2 separate regions of the Anas platyrhynchos genome follow, and region 2 is linked to region 1. The links are chromatin contacts, called in public Hi-C maps. All regions are on one chromosome and are shown on one strand. The core of a region is the stretch at or near the end of the contact, and the rest is flanking DNA. Distances in the headings are between cores, read along the strand shown.

Region 1 (2,769 bases), core at 8-2,507:
AGACCAAAGCTGAAAGGAAAACATTGCTAGTAATTCAAGATTCACCTCGCACAGCTCGATACAATAGAAAACTATCTGTATGCTTGGAGTGTGACAGTTCAGAGTCAAAGGACAGGAGTTTCAAAAAGTTTTCTTGCCTTTGAAAAACTTCACTCTCAATAACCTTAATCTGTCTGGATTCAACAGGCCTGAATCACCTTGTACACCAGTCAGCCAAACAGAGATACCACTGATTTACACCGAAGAGAATCGCAGCTTGGGATGCTGGTTCTCACTTGCAAGGAGTTGTTCCAGTCTGAAGGCCTATGGGAACTTTGGAGTAAGTATAAACAACCATTCTCGGGCCTGTATGCACTGACAGCACACAATGGACATCAAGCCACTGTCTCCACTTCTGGTCTTTACTAGCAGGTGACAGCAGATGCGTGACAGACAGTCAAACCAGAGCTAGGATAGAATAAAAGGGAAGGTGCATGTATCTGTGCATGTATCTGCCTGCCCAGCAAAGAACTGAATATATGCACACTGCAAGCAGATCCCATGGGGAGAGCCACGCTGTTAGTCAGCTTGGCATATCTGCCGTTGTGGGTCCCAACTTTAAAAACAACCTCAGGCCTAACAGGAGGAGGGAGGAAGACAAAAAAAATAAATAGATAAACCATCGTATAGATGAATGTACAAAATGAAACTCCTTTCACTATTAAAGACAGAAGGACACAGAGCAAGTGATGTATTAGCATTCCTCATTTCCCTTCTAGCCAGAATAAAATCCCTGTTCCCAAAGCACTATCAGGGACACACAGAATCAAGTCCTGAACTACAAGGCCTTATGGTGTTTACCAAACTGCCCTTATTGCTGGGGTGAAAACAAACAAACAAACAAAAAAAAAAAAAAACCACAATACAACAGAGGTCTGGTTCCTTCATGTGGGAGCAATGAGATCCCACATCCAAAGTTTTCAGAGGCTGATTACAATTAGAATAGGCAACTGTCTCTCCTCACACGTTCATGTCTGCCCACTGAAAGTCTCTTTTCCTACGAAATAAACAAAATAAACACTCAAGGCTGCAGTGGAAGTAAGGGTAATAGGAGTGACTGAAGACATTTGACTTCTGCTTGTGTGTTTACTGTTCTGCATGTCTCAACTGGGACTTGCAGCTCTGACTCTGTACTGAGCCACCTGTACTTGCTCTGTACTGAGCAAGTGTTACAGAGAGCTTCCCAAGTCCTGCATGAAGCATTTGTCTAAGATTTCCCCCCTTTTCTTTCAGTGCCAGCACTGCTCAGCTTTGTACAGGGGCTTGGCTATGCACAGCTGCAGAGTTTCATTCAGTGATGCAATGCCCACCTCAGTGCTACAAAGAGAACACGGAAAGATGGAAGAGGCAGAAAAGCACAATTGCTTCCCAGCCACATCTACGCCACTCACCAGTGGGTGCTGAGCATCTCGCTCCCGCAGGGGCACACTGCCACCCTGTGGAAATGGTCCTTGCTCTCCCAGACAACTTCAGAAGGGCTGTGGGGAGTCAGCCTGCAGCCTCCTCACATCAGCTGTCCTGCTAATGCACCAGCGAGCCAAACGCGCTTCAGCACTGTGCTGAAGCAGGGCTCCGTGAATTAAATTTATTGACAGTAATGCAAATTTAATTTCTGCTAAATCTTGGTAATCACATATCTAGTGTCAGGCTGGCTGCTGCGGGCACAGTAATGTAGCTATTGAAACACACATTTACTGCCACTCGCTCGACTTCCCTCCACTAGCGAATTAAAACAATGAGCAGCAGAATGTCTGCAAACCTTCAGACAAGCCATATGAAAGACCAGTATTGGTTTCCACCTCTGTCCCCAGAGCATTAGGGCAGCACGCAGAAAAGGGCAGCATGCCTCAAACGAAGCAGGACACTGGCACCAGGTTTCTTGCAAAACATCCCAAGTCCCAGTCCCTGGCTTTCCGTGGGCTGGCAAAGAGCCAGGCAGTCTTAGCACTAGACTGAAGGTCAGCAATAAACACCAAGATTCAGCCCCGACTGTGTACTTCTGTCAGCATGAAAATAAACAGCAGGTGAGCACCAGTGGAAACCTCTCCTCAGTACACTCAGAAGGTTATTTAAACACAGCCTGGAGACCTATTTATTCAATAAGGGCTGCAATTAGCCTGCAAATTAATCTCAACACATCTCTCTATGGCAGACTGAGAAATGAACTTTGTTGGGAAAAAAAAAATAAATTAAGTGATGCTGCTGATAGACAAGCACGCTGCACCCACATTTTAAAAATAAATACATTAAATCTAAAATCAAGGGGTTTGAGTTTACATTCCTAACTAATAAACTGAGGTGGGAGGGACTAACAAAAAGCTCCTGAAAACGTTGGAGAAACTGAAGAAACTGCCAATAGTATAAAAAACTCTGCCACTTGTAATTGTGCAGGTGCATCTGCATTTCACAATAGGCCTGAAAAAAATAAAAATAAAAAAAAAAAAACAGAACAGGAGGAACTCTTGATTTACTTCAGTAGGCTTTGGGTCAGATCTCGGATGCAGCAACCTCTCATTACTATTTCCATTACCAAAAAAATTACGATGTCTAGTATATGCGCTCCTCTCCTCATTCAAACAGACTGCTGTTTCATGCCAACAGTCACACAAAAGAGAAACGAAACAGTCTCATTATTATTGACAATGAAACAAGATTTGTCCTGCTCTGCCTCTTTCACAGCTCTTCAGATTTAACTCCTGCCATAAACTTAATGAACAAAACCTGAAGCAA
Region 2 (2,884 bases), core at 185-2,684, 120 kb before region 1:
TTCCAGAAATGTAATTGAGTTCCCACTCCTGATTAAGACTTCTGAAGAGGCATTCTGAAGAGACCCTGGCAGAGGCATTTTTTTAATGTCAAAAAATATAAGAACTGTATCAATTACCAAAAATTGAAGAACAAAATAAACACACAAATTTAGCTGAATAAAATACTGCTGGTTATGCAAAGGCTGTATTTGAAAGATCAAATATTCAAATTTATGAATATTTTTGGAAGTTGTTTGGAATTAACTGAACAGTTGCATGAAAGAAATCATACTATTCCTTGAAATAGGGAGAAATGGTAAGTAGTCTGTATTTTTGCACACTTATTTTATTTATCAAGCAATAGTTATTTTCTGGCTTCATTGATATTGTTTATTTCTCATTATTAAACAGATATTTTCTTAACACTATCAGGACAGTGCTGCAGCAGTAAAGTTTCTTAGTGACATGTTGATACGCTGTTTACTGAGCGTGTTTTCCTTATCATCAGTGATTTATTTGATGTGTACAGAGACAGCATAATATATCCAGCATTAGCAACACGTGTAAGAAGGAGCTTTTGGGCTTTTTTCATTTAGTCTTTTACAGACCTTTTACAGTCTTTTACAGTAGAGAAAGTAGGGATACCTGCTTTTCTGGAACTTTGTTGTGTTCTTTGCATTATTCATTACTCTTCCATAGGGGTAGTAAACACCCAAATCTCCTTCCCAGGGATCTAATTATGGTGTGTTAGTTAATGTATGTACTAAATCTATGCTGACCAGAACCATGACACCAGGTTCCAAACATGTTATACATGGTTAACAGCATTGTATGGAGCAGCAGATAAGACAATCCTATTTCTTGAGTGATTAAAAACAATTCTTTTTCTCCTGAAACTAGAATAACTGTAGGAGCTTGCTCGATGTTATTATTTAGGATGCACTTTTCAGAAAGAAAAAAAAAAAAAAAAAAAGATTTCTGGTTGTTTGCTCTGTTTTGGTTGGTTGTTGTTTTTTTGTGGGTGGTTATTTTTTAGTTGGGTTTGGTTTTTGTTTTTTGGTCCTGTTTTTAATTTACATGACCTCAACTTTGTTTTCTGAGAGACACATAGGAAAGCCTCTTCCCATGAAGCAGCGTGATGGAATGAGTATTAAAAATCACATCTCACAGCTGAAAATGTGAGGGCACAGACCTTCAAGTGATTTGTTCTGGGTCACAGAGACAGTCCAAGGAAACAGAAGCCAAGTCTCCTGAAACATTGAGCTGGTTGTTACCCTGTTTTTTGAATCCTTTTTTTCATTATTCACCTCATAGTCCTCTTTCTGAGGTGGACGGTTTCTGTAAATTGCATCAGAAAACCAGACTAGATGGGGCAAGATCTGAACTATCCTAACATCTTGCCTTAACACAGATTACTTATCAGAACTTAACTCTCCAAGACATAACACATAAGAGACATCAGGTCTTCACTGACCTTTTGAGGCCTTTATGTTTAACAAAGCAGCTAGCATGCAGACAGACTGTTGTGGCTTTCCTATTGATTACTGTTTTACTTGCCTTGAAATGGTATCTAAATGCTCTTTCACAAACACTTAGAAAGGTCATTTGGATCATGAGGATATCTGCATCTTTTGTTCGCTGACTGTCTTAACCTCTTCAAGCCATTTTCTTCCATGAATTGTTGCATATATAAAAACATGGAAGGATAATAGCAGATATATCCTCCAACGTTGATATATATGTATGTGTGTGTGTGTGTGTCTATGTCTGTGTGTATATGCATATCTGACAGATATATCACAGTTTGTTATTATAAGACAGTCCTGAAATTTTTCATTAAATTTCTTGTGGAGTGTCAGGTTTATGATTTATTCAACACTTTCTGAGCATGCATTAAAAATAAGCAGAATGTGATCTCTATCCCACCACAGTTAAGTTATTTGACTTTAGACCTTTACCCTTAGCAGGTTTATGTACTTAGGTTGCATCTGAGCCAATTTGCCCACAATCTCTAAGTGTGGGTATCTCTATGCTACTCTTCCATGGGGATTTAGCCTGGATACAGAGAGCTGTTTGCCTTTACTAGTGTAGGCATTTGCTTTGTGTGATTCTCTCTCCTTATGTGTAAAATGACAGCAGCAATTCTTCACCCCTATTTTTTTTAAGAAATCTCATTCCCACAGGATGAAAAACACCAGGTGAATGCAAGGGGGCATTATGCTTAAACCCAGCTGTAAAGAAGGCCAAAGCACGGCATGGAAGTTTCCTATGACAGTTCAGTGGGAGCTATATACCTGTCTTCTCTGGACTCTTTTGAAAAGCCCAGCCTAAAGAGTTATGTGTAGAGCAGTTTGTTCTAACATAAAATCCTTCTGAGAATCTCTTCTCTTTCCAGCTAAGCATTTACTATCCTTTTTCCCCGTGCAAGTGAGCTAGTCCTTTCTGCCTTCATAAGTGTTTAGTTTGGATGTTATACAACTTAACCCCATGGCTTTTCCCATTGAGATTTCTGAACAGTTATTGCTGAGACAAGAAAAGTTAATTCTTCACAGCTGGTGCATTAGGCTATGTGCCTTCACAGTGTTCCTGTTGTGATCAGAGTCCCAGGTTAAAGGAGCAAACAAAGTTGAGTCTAATACACACAGTCTTGAAGCCTTTCCATAATGCTGTATATTTATACAAAAAGAAAAGACTGCAGCACTCAGAAAACAGGAAACAAAATCACTTCTTAAACTGAATTCCTCTAGAGAAATATTAATGAAAAACAGTGGCTAACAAGACTTGGGGACACAAAGAATTCATACGAATAAATCTGGTCATACTAGTTACCATTTCTATGACCTCAACTGCATCCTAATCCTTTTGCTGTGCCTTGGTTTCCTTTTCTTTTCTTGGATTGCTGGT

The links. A called contact is a pair of places that touch in the nucleus more often than the background predicts.
Region 2: a contact with region 1 is called in a Hi-C map of liver, with 2.4 times the contacts expected there. The contact joins two enhancer-like sites. A contact is called at or near these places in 2 of 8 Hi-C or Micro-C datasets (liver and subcutaneous adipose tissue).

The regions. Positions count from the first base shown.
Region 1 is chrZ:53,069,264-53,072,032 of IASCAAS_PekinDuck_T2T, reverse strand. The region is part of intron 10 of PSD3 (pleckstrin and Sec7 domain containing 3); the gene reads right to left. LOC119714371 (a long non-coding RNA gene) reads left to right here. Exons shown (of 4, transcript XR_011806031.1): 3 at 187-319; 4 at 1,273-2,430. Among named protein-coding and RNA genes, the nearest start is that of PSD3, 52 kb to the right of the region's middle. Within about 2 kb of position 1,257, at least 2 of the 8 cell types and tissues checked have an H3K27ac peak or open chromatin away from gene starts, as enhancers often do.
Region 2 is chrZ:53,192,996-53,195,879 of IASCAAS_PekinDuck_T2T, reverse strand. No RefSeq gene overlaps it. Among named protein-coding and RNA genes, the nearest start is that of LPL, 33 kb to the right of the region's middle. Within about 2 kb of position 1,434, at least 3 of the 8 cell types and tissues checked have an H3K27ac peak or open chromatin away from gene starts, as enhancers often do.